Linked DNA regions of Larimichthys crocea: region 2 is linked to region 1. A link is a contact called in public Hi-C data. All regions are on one chromosome and are shown on one strand. The core of a region is the stretch at or near the end of the contact, and the rest is flanking DNA. Distances in the headings are between cores, read along the strand shown.

Region 1 (6,296 bases), core at 1,538-4,037:
GATTATTCATTAATCCTCAATGAAAAACAGTGATAATAGTGAAAATACTAATCACAATCACACAGAAGAAGCTGCTCATGCTCTTGCTTGAGGATTTACTTAAAGGAGGTGTGTGGGAGTTAGTAGCATCTAGTGGTATTATTGCTGATTTACAACTGCCACGCCTCACCCTCTCCTTCCTAGTATGAAGGAGACACTAAAGTGGCCGGAAAAGTTCTGTTCTGTGTCTTCTGGGCCACTGTAGAAACATGGTGGTTCAACATGGCGGACTCTGTGGAAGAGGACCCATAGTGTCTGTAGATATAAAGTCTCATTCTAAAGTAACACAATTATAATGATTCTTGTTTTCAGGTGTTTATACACTAATAAATATAATAAGGTGATAATTTTCTGTCAAATGACTCATCGATGAATCGCCTAATCGTTTCCTTGTCTTTAAAGCATTGCCCTTAAAGGGTTTGTGATGAGTCGAGTGAGTCGGTTATCGAAGGTGGTGAAACACGTGTGCTTTGAAACATCACGAAAACATCACAAAACATCCTGAGGGCCGCAAACACATTACATACCGAGCTAAGAATTCTGACAATCCTTAGCTTCTCAGTTTATGCCACATAGAGAGACAGCACACTTTGCGCATGTTTACTACACTGGGTACCCTTTTATTAGCAGCTTGTTTTCATTTTGAAAACATTTCAAACGCTACAGAAATCTGCCTTTCGCAGCACATTAAGTGTGCTGTGATTTCACATTCCTTATTGGGCCTGCTGCTGGCTGAGACTGAGAATCCTAATGAGAAATACACGGTGGTCTGACACACTTTGTATAATAATGCATGCTCAGCAGGATATGTGTCTGACTAACACTGCCAAGAATGGTAAAGCTGTGGGCTGCGCTCTCTTTGGAAGACGCACAGTTGAGTTCGGTGACTGTTGGCTGATAAACAACAAGTGTAAGCTTAAAAAATTACAATGAGACTATCTCACTGTATTCCAAGAACAGCTTCACAGCTACAGCAGGGAGGCTGCACACCAATAAATACCAAGAATATGAATAATGGTTAAACCTACTTTACACTCAAAGATAAAACCAAATGAATCCCAATTTACAAATGTGGCACACACACATGTACTGACACATCGCTTGTTGTGATGTTATGCAATTTAGTTTGATTACAACTTAAATGACAGCCGTGTTTGCTGTGTGGATATAACCTCTTCCTGTGGTGCGGTGTTGTGCTAGAGGTGGGTAAATGAGTTTCTGTCATTGATCTGAAAATAGGTGAGTAAACTGTTGAGATCACTGTTGCGTTTCTGTTTTTAACCAAGCTTCATGTTATCTTTCCTAAAAGAGTTTTGCAGATGGACTTTATTTTTAGGCGAGTTGGCTCAGCTGACAGAAACCCTGCACAGGATATATCACAAATGCGGTAAAGCTTTGAGTCTTACCAGTCTACTCTAAGTTTAATCCAGGTGTGCACTCTCACCTACACAGATGTAAGAGGACACACTTCTGCTGTCTGGAAGCCGTCAAGGCTGCTAGGGTTTTTAGTTCAGTTCTGCAAGCGTTTTTGCCTCGGGGCTGAGGATCACAGTCACATTGTTAAAAAGCAGTAAAGAGACTGTATTGTGTGGTGTGTGTGTGTGTGTGTGTGTGTGTGTGTGTGTGTGTGTGTGCGGGAGGCTGACTGTGCTCCAGGCTACGTGTTATTGTAACAGAGTGAAGGATGTGACTGTGGAGAAGATGACTGCTGAATGTCACATGATACAAATGAGAGAGTTGAGTTCATGCAGCATTCTTTTTACACTGTTACTGCAAGAAGACTCTTTCATGCAAGTGATGCATTACGTTAGAGATCTGCAGAACACCATTCAGCACTAACACCATCTCACAGACACACACAGATAGTCTTTCAGTTCCTGGTTTGTTAGAATAGACTTAAAAAGTGCATAAAAAAAGGGACTTCTCTATAAAGTTTAGCAGTAGTTGGTTAAATTGATTCAGCGCATACTGACACAACACTGAGAGACAGAAAGAAGCCTTGGTCCTTATTTAGCCTGATCTCCAGGGAGCTCTTAACAATGAATGTCTTCGTGCGTCGTGCCCATGATCCAAAAGTTTATTCCAAGTTTCAGAAGTTTACCTCACTTTGCTGTAAACCCTCACTGCTCCTCCCTTTACTAATGGAAACCTTGTGACGGGAACTGGCTGACCTATATTCAAAATGACAGTGAAACAATCTATTCATGTTATTTATAAGCATGCATTGAAGCCACACATTGCTACCGCTACTATAACTGTTAGATAAGAGAGAAGTCTCCAAAACGCAGCGCGCTTTGACTTTTGTGCGCACCAGGGCGAAACAATGGCACAAGGACAGTTTCATTTGTTTCACAAGTTATTCCTCTGCTCATTTCTTACCACTTCACCAATGAGCAGCATGCCTTTCCTTGAGGTGGCGAACTCCTTGCTCGGAAGAATAGACATTAGGACAGTCTGGCGCGGCCGATTCGAGTCGGGAGCCTCGATGTCCCCCATGGTTCGCAAAAAAAAAAAAAAAGATTTTAACTCTCAAAGTTCAGATAGTCCAACAAAAAGTCCACGCAACGTAACGGATTATGGACAAAACCAAAAAAAAAAAGTTAGTGAGAGAGAGAGAGAGAGATATGTGGAGGCGTGAGGCTTCTCGGAGGTGGAAACGGAAACAATGACAGCGCGGAAACGCAGAGCGAGCTCCAAAAAAGCGCAACATCTGCTTTCTCCAGATGTGTAATGCGATGCGCCTACCCCACCCACACACCCCCCAGCTGCACACAGCACAATCCCGAGTGGAGTAGAAATATCCAACTGATGATGTCACAAGACAAAGAAAGATTTTCATTGGCATGTGTGGTTTTATGACAACTTTTAATATCTATAAAGCATATTTTATAACACAAACGCAGATTTGAAATACAGCTGGAATCATAAATATGATAACTGGTACCCTTTGATTTTTGACAAAACAAACAAACAAACAAACAAACAAAACAAAAACAGGCTTGCAATGACCTTACTCTGAGATCATGGAAAAATCATTTTTAAAGTTGTTATTGTTGACAAACAATAATATTATACTGTATGACTTAACTCTAATTGATTTGGTCATTGTTGGTTTGATTCTGGGTCTCACTTCTTGGCTTGTTCAATGTGATGTTCCTCCAAAGCATGTAGGCATCTGCACACAGAAGCCCAGCTGACAGGAGGCCAAATATCTGCAAACAGATGAGAGAGCAGATGTCAAAATAAATGCACGCTGCAGAGACAAAAGCTTCATCTTCAAGAAGACTTCATATTGTTGGGCTGCGGCTCATGTACCCAGATAAAAGCACTGTTTGGATATTTCATTTTATTGACAGTGTATAGTGGGGAAACTCAAATCCACACATCAAAATTGGCCCACACAGCTGAGATTGCAATTATAGATTAAAGAAATATTTCTCACCCCTCCAACCAGTGTGCCTGTGACAGTGTATGTAATCACAGCTATCAGGCTCAAGACAATAAAGTAGACTGCTGCAAACGCTGAATTGAGAAGATCCTGAAGAGAAAAAAAAAGAGAAGACAACATGGACGGTATATTCTCTTTAGTACAAGGTCTTAAAAAGTGTGTAGGATGTTATATTATTATATTATGATGTAAAACTTCACTCACAACAAAAGGCCAAAAGAAGAAAGTCAGCCTCTTGTGGAGTTTGAGGACATACAGCAACACCAGAAATAAAGTGAGCAGAAACTCTATCACTGTGGCTGCAATGTACTTTGGTGTGGATGCTACAGTGAAACACACAAACGCCAGAAAAAAGGCCACCTAAAGCAGAGAAAGAGACACAGTAGGCAGAAAAAGTGTTACTGCAATAGTGGAAAATATTAATTCCAAAACTTCATTCTCATATTAACAAATGATTGAGTTTTTGCACAGCTCTGTGTCACTCATTGCCCATTCTTTATGTTGCATATTCTGGTTTATGTAGAGAAAGAGGAAGCAATGTTTCCACATCAGATTTTTTTCTGATCCAGTTACACTTTTAGCTTTTGAAAATGCTTTTGGCATTTTAATATGGGTCACTGCTGTCAACTGAGCAGTTCTACTAACACTGTTTACTAAAGTGTACAGAGAACTTGTCATGCTACTTTGTTGTTGTTTCACTTCTGTTCCTCCGTTCTGTCACACCTAACTGCCGCCACACTTCTGTCACAAAGTTAAACATGTTTCCACTTTTGGTGATGTGCAAATATTCTTACCATCTCTGCCACTTTCACGATCCCCCTCTTGGATTTGAGAAAAGCAGTGTCCACATCAATGGTTGGATTTGTATTTTCATACTCTGACATGATGGTACGTTTTCATTTGGTAAAGACAGCTCACTCTGTCTGTTTCCTGAAATGAGCAATTTCCTTTCAGCAACGTCGGAAATGGCTGTTTTGAAATAGGTGTAATATTTCCATACACCAGCAGCGGCCTGACACATGCACTGAAAAAGCTACAGTAAGTAAAGTATGTGCTGTGACTTTTACTGGAAGAGATTCATCAGGGTCAGTGATCTGTCAAACTGAAAAGTTATTTTTAGTGTTTTTGTTAATTTTATTTGTAAAAAGGAAGCTCAGGTAGAAATATTATATACACTTTGATATTATGTTTGATATAACACAATTGTGTAACTTTTTTATCATAAATAAACAGATTTAAAATCATTTTGATGCTACACTGACTTCAGGTGAATGGTGGCTCTGTCATTCTCACTCTGCGTATGTTCTTTCACTAACCTTGTGTGCTGGGTACGATCACCTGTGATGTGATAAGTATGTAACTCTTTGTAGCACTCATTCACACACCACCAACTATTTCACTGATTTTGGTGAAACATATTTTATGGTGCAAATGATTTCTGTTTTTTCCTCTGATGGCTGTTCAGGATCAACTCTCTGAGTACCGGGAGAGTGCCGGAATTTCGACAGGGAACGAAGCCAGTGTTGTGCCAGAACCCGAGCTGGGCAAGCGGGCAATCTAACTGGGCTCAGCAGCCTCTATGAACATAATGACAGCTATGATTTATCCATATTTACCACATTAGTATTGAGCAAAGATACTATGTTTTCCTTTGGAAAACACCACAATGAATAAATCAGCTGCAGTAATGTCACAATGTTCACAACAATAAACTATCAAAGGTTTTAGAGTTTATTTATTGAATTCATAGTGAAATGATGATGACTGTCAGGCATTTTAAGAGTCATTAACAGAAGTGCAGTAAATTTGTGTATGTACACATAATGTATGCATTATGAATGTACCGGATCTACGGTGTAATAAAAATAGTCATGCCACATGTAATAAAAATAACGTTTTTATTAAAAATCACATGTTTTGCAGTAAGGATACAAATTTAATTCAAAGAATCCAGCATAGTACTTCATTACTTTAATGTTTAAAATAAATACATTTCCCTATCTGATCTACTTCACTAAAATTAGTCCGAAGTGGCTCTTGCAACATTTCTTCAGAAACTGTTGCCTCATTAATCACAGCTGCAAAATCTATTTATATAATCAATGTATGTTGTTATAGCAACATATTTCCCTTGGTCCCACATCCTTCTCTTAAACATTGTAAATACACCATTTTACAAATAGATCCGAAAAAAGATATTCTTAAAAAAAAAAAAAAAAACATGGTAGTTTGCAGTTCATGTAGAAAGGCACATCTTCAGGTTTTGTTTCTTCATTTTTTGTTCTCAGTGTGGCCAGTCACACTTCCAGGGCTGAGACTTTGGCACTTTGAGACACTTCCTCAACTTCTCACAACCTGCAGGCGCCCAGTTCTGTAACAGAGAGAGGTCAGCACAGGAAGTACAAGAATATGAAGTTATCAAAAGATGTTTTATTGAGCATCAGATCAATTTGTGTCCTGTTCTGTGCCACGTCTCAGGCTATTAGGTAGCCACAGTTTTCTGTCCTGTGTTCTTACAGAGATAGTTCTGTTTTTTTGTATTGGGATGCATGAGGCGCTCACACCTAATCAGTGTGTTAACTACAGTAGACAGAATAGTACAGAAGTCCCAGCACAGAAGTAGCACTGCAAACCAGAACTGTCTCTTTAATAGTTCTTTCCCCCTGGCTTTGCAATAACTGGTACCATGTGTCAGTATTCTTCAAATACTGTCCAATCAAAGGTTTATTTTACTGGAGCAAAGGTGTCATGGAATGTTAAAGCTTCATAAAGTGCTAGATTATGTAACTGTATCATATTTAGTCAAATT
Region 2 (7,236 bases), core at 1,206-3,705, 200 kb after region 1:
CCTCTGCCTGAAATGACAGAGACAGGTGCTGTAAAATCACCCCTTTATACCAGAACCCTCTCTGTCTCACACACACACACACAGTCATGGACACAGTGACACATGCCGGCACCCACTCAACACGCACAGTCCGCCTGCCAGCACATTATTTTTTTGCTCTACTTTCTAGCATGAGAGACTGTAGCATCAACGATATCTGTGTCTCCTGGAGTTTCATTCATGCAGTTGAGTCATTGTTTATAACTGTGGTACTTAATGTCCATGTTAGTCTAAACTTTTGTTGTTTTTAACACGAATCATATGACCTGCAAGCACAGGAGTATCTCTTTAGTGAAGAAGAAGCCAATGTGGTCCAAGGTTGTTTACCTTCTAAAGATCCATATCGACCTTTAACCTGTGAGAAGACTTGCTGATGGGGTGTTGAAAGTAGCGTTGAGGAGATCTGGACTCCTTCCTCCCCCCATGTCTAACTGTTCCTGCTGGTTGTGTCTCCCCTGAGAACATCTAACCAACAAAGTAAACTTCTCGCTCTGTTTTCCCTTCAAAAGTGGACAAGCACTTCTTCCTGCAGCAGAGGTGCTCGCCTAAAATCAGTCATCAGTCATGGCAGTGTTTCAGTCAAATTTTAAACATAACAGACATGGCAATCTCTGCTTTGACATCACCCATGGAGCACCATATATCTTCATCTTCTGATTTGACAGTGTTCAAAATAGCTGGAGATCAAAGAGTTCTGACTGAATGTTCTGAATGTGCGAGGGCACGACACGGGCCGCACCGGACAGGGAGGTTATGTATGCGGCCTTATGGCATCAAGGTTTATCCGGACAAGAAGGATTCGAGAAGAAAACAAGTGCTAAGCTACTTAAGACTGTAAACACAAGAGTATGCTGTGCTGTCAAGGGGGGGGGGGGCTGTCGATGAAAAGAAAAAATGTTTTGCTATTTTCTTCTCAGTGTGGCAGCAGCAGATGTCAAAAGACACTCAACAGATCAGCGTGGTTCGACATCATTAGGTGTTTTAACAGAAAAACAGAGAGTAGTCCACAGTTGTAACTTATTAGTCTGGACTGGTGTACATGGATGTGTAATTTCATTGTCAAGAAAGCAGTGCAAAAGTGACAGAGGTCTTCCTTAGATGTATTCATTGGTAGAATAGCTCACTCTTAAAAGTTTATACATGGCTCATTCACAGTGAACAGGAATGTTAGTGGACTCCAATGACAACCCAACATCTCAAACCATTCCAACCAATAATCACTTTACCAATAAATTTCGAATTTACACTTGATCTTGCGATGCCATTGGCTCCCAAGCTGATTACAGCTACCTTCTTCCACTAAGAATCAAACTGTAGTCTTTTCAAAGCCAGATTTTATGACTACACTGGCTAAAAAACTCAAAAGATACATTTCTAGTGCATTCCTTCAATAATTCAATATCCCTCCATGTTAACTGTAAAAATACAGCTATATATACCTAAATATAAGTATAATAAGGCTTTTACAGTAGAAAATGGTCAAACCATGACAGTAAAAGACTGTAAAATATGCCATGAAGTATGACCATGACAGTAAAAGACTGTAAAATATGCCATGAAGTATGACAGTGTTTTTCTGTATACATTAAACACGGTCAAAACCTTTATTTATATGCCATTTTATGTGAATTTATACAGAATAAAGTAGTATTGTATATTAGAGACTTAAGTGTAAAGTAAAAAACCATAATATTTAAAAACGTATTTTACGGTCTTTTACTGGCATGGCTTGGCAGTTTTTCATCGACATTTTAATAAAACGCCAACCTTATATGTGAAATCAACAGTACTGATATCAATGTGGAGTGTGGTTCTAGGGTCAATATCTTTTGCTGTTTTAACAGAAAAACGGAGAGTAAATCCACAATTGTAACTTATTATTCTGGGCTGGTGTACATAGATGTTTGCTTACAACTATAAAGTGTAATTTCATTGTCAAGAAAGCATCTTCGCCTTAGATATATTCATAAGTTGTAGAATAGTTCTGATATTTGTATGTGTATGAAAGTCCTTGGGGTTTAAATTATTAGTAATTTTATATTTCCATTTTTCAGGTTTTATTCATGGACTTTCTTTTCGGACTTTCTTTTCTCCCTCTTTGAAGCACTGTTGTTCAAAAAACTGTTAAATAAAGTTTACTGACTTACTTGCTCTCTTTTAACTGGTGAAGACACAGTTTCTGTCTACACCGCCAACAGCTGCCCTGCTTCTCTCTTCATCTCTCTCTCTCTCTCTTCATCTCTCTCTCTCTCTTCATCTCTCTCTCATCAGCCTTTGAGTGACAGCACATGTGTTGGGGGGTACATGGGAGGGCCGCTGCTGAAATTCTAACCCCTTACCCAACGACTGTGAGACATACCCCAGTCATGGACAGGGAGGAGCTGTGAGAGACAAACGCTGAGAGAGGAACGGAGGTTGAGAGAGAGGGAGAAAGAGACCGCAAGTGCAAGAGGACAGAGAGAAGGAAAGAGAGGGACAGGCTTCAGGGTTGGGGTGTGTGGCCTTTTTGCCTAGTAGAGTCACTCAGGAGCCCAGTTCTTAGTAGAGGAGCTTCAGATCTTTCAGTCATCAGAGGTCTGGTCAGACTGAGCTTCTGGGTGCAGGTACTGAGGATGGCGGTACGGATGTTGATGGTGTGTGTGCTGGGCACACTGCTTTGTCAGGTAAGAAAAACCATCTCTTCATAGCTGCTGTCGACTAAAATGAGTAAAATATGCAGTTTTAGAGCTTTTGTGTTTGTTTTATGTGTTCTGTATCCAGTGAGACTCTAAATATAAAAAGTTAAAGTTGTCTTTATCAAGTTGATTGCAGTGTCTAATGGAAGTTTTGTGGGATTGTTAGGCTGTTACAGGTACTCCACTTGTACTTGAGTTGTACCATGTGATACTGCCTGCCTCTCTTACCCTGCTTTATGCATCTTGATTCAGCGTACCCCCAAACCTTTGCCCAAGAACTTTTTACTTCTGCCCCCCCAGAGTGTGATCATGTTTAGAGAATGACCTTTAGCTGCCCCGCTCTTCAAATATACAGTTTATGTCTTTACCTGAGTGATGTCACTGATTTTCATCAATAGAGGCACTAAACTGGCTCTGCAATCAGAGGTCGTAGCAGATCTAAACATTTCAACCCAGTTGGAAAGAGGATGATGAAGTGTTTTGAGGAGGACGAGAGTCCAGATGTGTACAGAGGGCTCAGGGCATCATTAGTAGCTCCTGTCGGCAGACGCCATCGTGAGATCTAAAATGGATGACAATGTAAACTGACATATTACCAACAGCACTTCCAACCACCATCAGTCTTTCCCTCTGTTTGGAGTAGTAATGGAGCCCAGGTTGGGAGGCTGAGTGAATTGGCCTCCAGTGATTCTTGCTGTATAATTCATTGTTAATGTTGCAGATGTTATATTGCTGTGGAAAACAATAATTCAGAACTCAGTGAGGTGTCCCTGACCTTGTCCATTGGTAAAAGTTTCTGCAAAGTTCTACAAAGATCCTTTGTGTCTAAGTCTTCATCACAAATTGATTATTGTTATGAAATTATTATTAAGTTTTTGTGGTTCATTTTCATATTCTTTGGCAAACTGATTTTGGAAAAAAACACTTGTCTCTTTTCAACATGGGCGTAATTGATCACTGACATAGCCATGAGAAAAACAACTGTTTGTCACAGTGATGTCAATGCCCCCAATGACAGGATGCCATCAGGACTTCTGTAATAATTTTACTTATCATCTTACATATAGACATAGATAAATAATCCCCTGAATGACTTGAAAATCCTGTCAACCCTGAAGCATGACACCACCCCAGTCCTCAGGCTGGAGGTAGATATCGGAAAACTACTTAAGCTCTGTGTGGTAACGCTGTGGGTTTAAATTGCACCACTTCAAATGCCAGAGGTGTTACAAGTCCATGGGGGGTGATAACTTTTTGAAACAACAAAAAGTTTCTCTTTCAGTTGGTTTACTATATTGTAATTTTGATTATATGGAAACAATCTGCTCCACCAAAAATCTGTTGTTTAAGAATGAAAGCTGGCTTTGAAAAGTCTACAGCTTGATTCTTAGTGGAGGATGGTAGCTGTAATTAGCTTTGGCTCCAATGGCAGCAGGCGATGAAGTGTAATTAGAGATTTATTGGTAAACTCATTATTGGTTGGAATAGTTTGAGATGTTGGGTTGCCATTGGAGTCCACTAAAGCTGCTGTTTCCTGTTAATGAGTCATCTATAAACTGTTCAGAGCGACCTTTCAAGCCTTCACTGGACTAATATTTCATACTTAAACAACAGATTCTTGGTGGAGCAGATTGTTTCCATATAATCAAAATTACAACATAGTAAACCAACTGAAAGAGAAACTTTTTGTTGTTTGGTTATCACCCCCCATGGACTTGTAACACCACACAGAGCTTAAGTAGTTTTCCGATGTCTACCTCAGTAGTGATATCCTGTTACCGTAATATTTGAAAAAGTTACACTATATTTATTATGGTAAAATTCTTTTTTTACCATAAAAACAACAGTTTCTTTTTGACAGTGTTGAAAGAGGACAAACTGGTGCATGCTAATCAACTGCTAAAAGCACAGAAAGTTAATTGTTGTGCTATTTCTGGAAACAGACATATACACAAACATTTTGGGCATTCTGCTACATTTATGACACAATTGTTACAAATTCTATTAAAAAGATTTCCCAAGTGAAATTAATTTAACCATCAGCAGCTCAATCCAGTCCGAAGGCTTTGATCACCTCACATCTTTCAGCAGTACTTTTTTCATTTTCAGTAAACTGGTGTTGTTTTGACTCAGACAGTGTTCAGGTCTGCGGGGCGTATGCTGTGGTGAAGAGTGGGCAGCAGCAACAGCTGTTCCCAGATGCATACGTGATGCCATTTGTCTCGCTCTGTAATCCCCCTTGCGGAAAGAGGAGTGGGCCGCTCCTGGACCATGAAATCGGGTACAAATCAAGAGTCTGTAGCGGCAGCCAGCTGCGCTGAGGTCTCACTCATCGGAAACAATCAGTCAGAGGATTTAGAGTCTGAATCACAGGTCCTGCTGGGCACGGATACCTGTAGGCTGTTTTACATTGACTAGGGTTACAGAGGGAGCAAAGGGCAGAGAGACAACTTCCAGATCATAAAATGTAGTCGACTGAAGTCAATTTACATTCCTTTTTATTTTGCCTCGTTATTTTTCACAGACAGACACAGTGTGGTGACAGCTGATGTTTTAGTGGGCAGGCACAAGAATAGGCCAGAAGCAATGTCATGATGGGTTTGTCACTTGTGCCATTTGGTATCCCTAAAGTCAATTAATCCATGTAGAGAGGGAAAAATCTTTGGTTATCACAAAAAGACCTTTTATAGTTGGAAATCTTAGGATGTCCACTAAAACTCTAGAGAATTCCAGAGAGTTTAAGAGGTTAATGTTTAAACAGTTTTGTTTTGACATCTTCAAATTAACAGAATGTGTCTAATGATGTTTTTTTGCCCAAAAATGTGTCGAGCTTCTGTATTGGGAAAGTGGAGTTCATCGGTTCACTCCTCCATCCTCTATTATGTAAAGAAGTTATTATCTTTAATTTATTTAACCACGTTAGTCAGATGACATTGTGTTTTTTTCCCCGGCTGAGTCGCACTTGTAGTCACGGTTTAATATTATAACCTTGCTCAGCATTCCTAAAGCTCAGACATCTGCTCCAAGGGGGACTCACACTTGTAGTGGCACCATAAATAGGGTCTCCATGCCCATGCCAGGCAGCCATGACTTAGCAAAGTGTAGGGGTGTGTGGGACCAGCACTGTTGAATGTCTATGTCTGAGGACCAGTAACAGAAGTGACCAGAGGGACACCTGTGTGACCTCTAGCCCTGTGACCCAAGGGGCTGTCAGGCATGCGGCAGGCATCACTTCTCGTCTGGACCGTCTTTTCTTGACTTTTTTGAGCAACTGATCCACTCACACCTACAGTATGTGGAGAGGAGACACTAAGGCCCTCACAGCTACAGCTGGCCTCTCTCAGGGGGGTGCTCTCACTCATAAATTTAAATGTTGCAAGATGGCAAACAGCATTTTTGGAAAACGTTTCACTTACTAAAAATGTCATGGTAAGCGTGACAAGCTGGCATGATCCGTCACAGTTCTTTCTTTTACATTTCTCGATGTAGCATGGTGTAAACATTCCCCACTCCCCCATACCATTCATTATTTTTTGCAACATGTGACAAGAATACCTTTCACGTTTTCAAAAGGCTCCAAAACTTTGCATGCATGGTAAGGTGGACAACTGTACTGGTGTATAAATGTGGAAGCATTTGGACCAATAGAAATATTCATGAGTTATCAGTCAGCATTCATATGTCATGAGGTTTAATGCATTTTCAGCAGTGGCTGAAATTAAACAATGTTGTCTACCATGTGACAATATATTTTAGTTCTCCAAAGGCAACATCAGGGAGGTAAAATTTAACTTTCCCGAACTCGGGAAACACTCGGTTCTTGCTGTGAGGGCATATCAACCCCAAACAAGCTGTCCATGCTTCTGTGAGGGCCCGAGGTGAAAGGCCAAGCTGTAAAGGTTTCTGGGAAAAGCCTCTAAAACAGTTAATCTGTGTGTGGTGTCATCGCTCAGCCTGTCAGAAAAGGCACTCATTGGTCTAATTGGTAACATGACACTTTGGTTGTTACCGCATCTTGGTCTGGTAAAGACATTATAACAGAAGCAGATACTTAGTGGAGCCAATATCCAAAGGTGTCTGAGTTGAAGGGAAAGGACAAGACAAGGAGGTGTGTGAAGTAAAAATTTGCTTTTTTTATCTGGTGGTTGAACACTTTCTGACTCCCTTAATGTTTTATGTTCTGGAAAAACACTTTGTTGTTGTGGTTTGCTGGTGTACAGTATGTACAACTTTTACTGTTCAGGTGGTCACATTAGTCACGTTAGAACACTGTGCTTTCATCTCCAAATGTTTTTGGATTTCTTGAATTCTTCAGGTTTGGGTCTGAAGAAGTCTTATGACCACATATATAAAGATCACCACTGACAATACTGCCTTTTCTTATTAAAAAAACTTTTTACAAAATACAATATTTACACTTAGTGGATACAGAAATGTACAAGAGAAATATAAATGATCAGAAATAGAAAATATTCAACCATATCACAAACCCCCTCAATCACCACCTCACTGTACTGCCCTC

What was found. A called contact is a pair of places that touch in the nucleus more often than the background predicts.
Region 2: a contact with region 1 is called in a Hi-C map of muscle, with 4 times the contacts expected there. The contact joins the promoter of cdh15 here to the promoter of LOC104922731 in region 1. A contact is called at or near these places in 5 of 7 Hi-C or Micro-C datasets (all in muscle).

What each region holds. Positions count from the first base shown.
Region 1 is chrVIII:10,362,866-10,369,161 of L_crocea_2.0, forward strand. LOC104922731 (CKLF-like MARVEL transmembrane domain containing 3) reads right to left here and starts at 2,788. Exons shown (of 5, transcript XM_010735649.3): 1 at 2,419-2,788. The coding sequence starts at 2,535. It overlaps cklf (chemokine like factor), which reads right to left and starts at 4,435. Exons shown (of 4, transcript XM_010735661.3): 1 at 4,282-4,435; 2 at 3,692-3,847; 3 at 3,482-3,577; 4 at 2,863-3,251. The coding sequence starts at 4,371. The coding sequence ends at 3,129. It overlaps LOC104922746 (N-acetylgalactosamine-6-sulfatase), which reads right to left. Exons shown (of 10, transcript XM_027281782.1): 10 at 5,369-5,858. The coding sequence ends at 5,772.
Region 2 is chrVIII:10,559,223-10,566,458 of L_crocea_2.0, forward strand. cdh15 (cadherin 15, type 1, M-cadherin (myotubule)) reads left to right here and starts at 2,456. Exons shown (of 14, transcript XM_019253915.2): 1 at 2,456-2,702. The coding sequence starts at 2,652. All of the region lies in intron 13 of acsf3 (acyl-CoA synthetase family member 3), which reads left to right.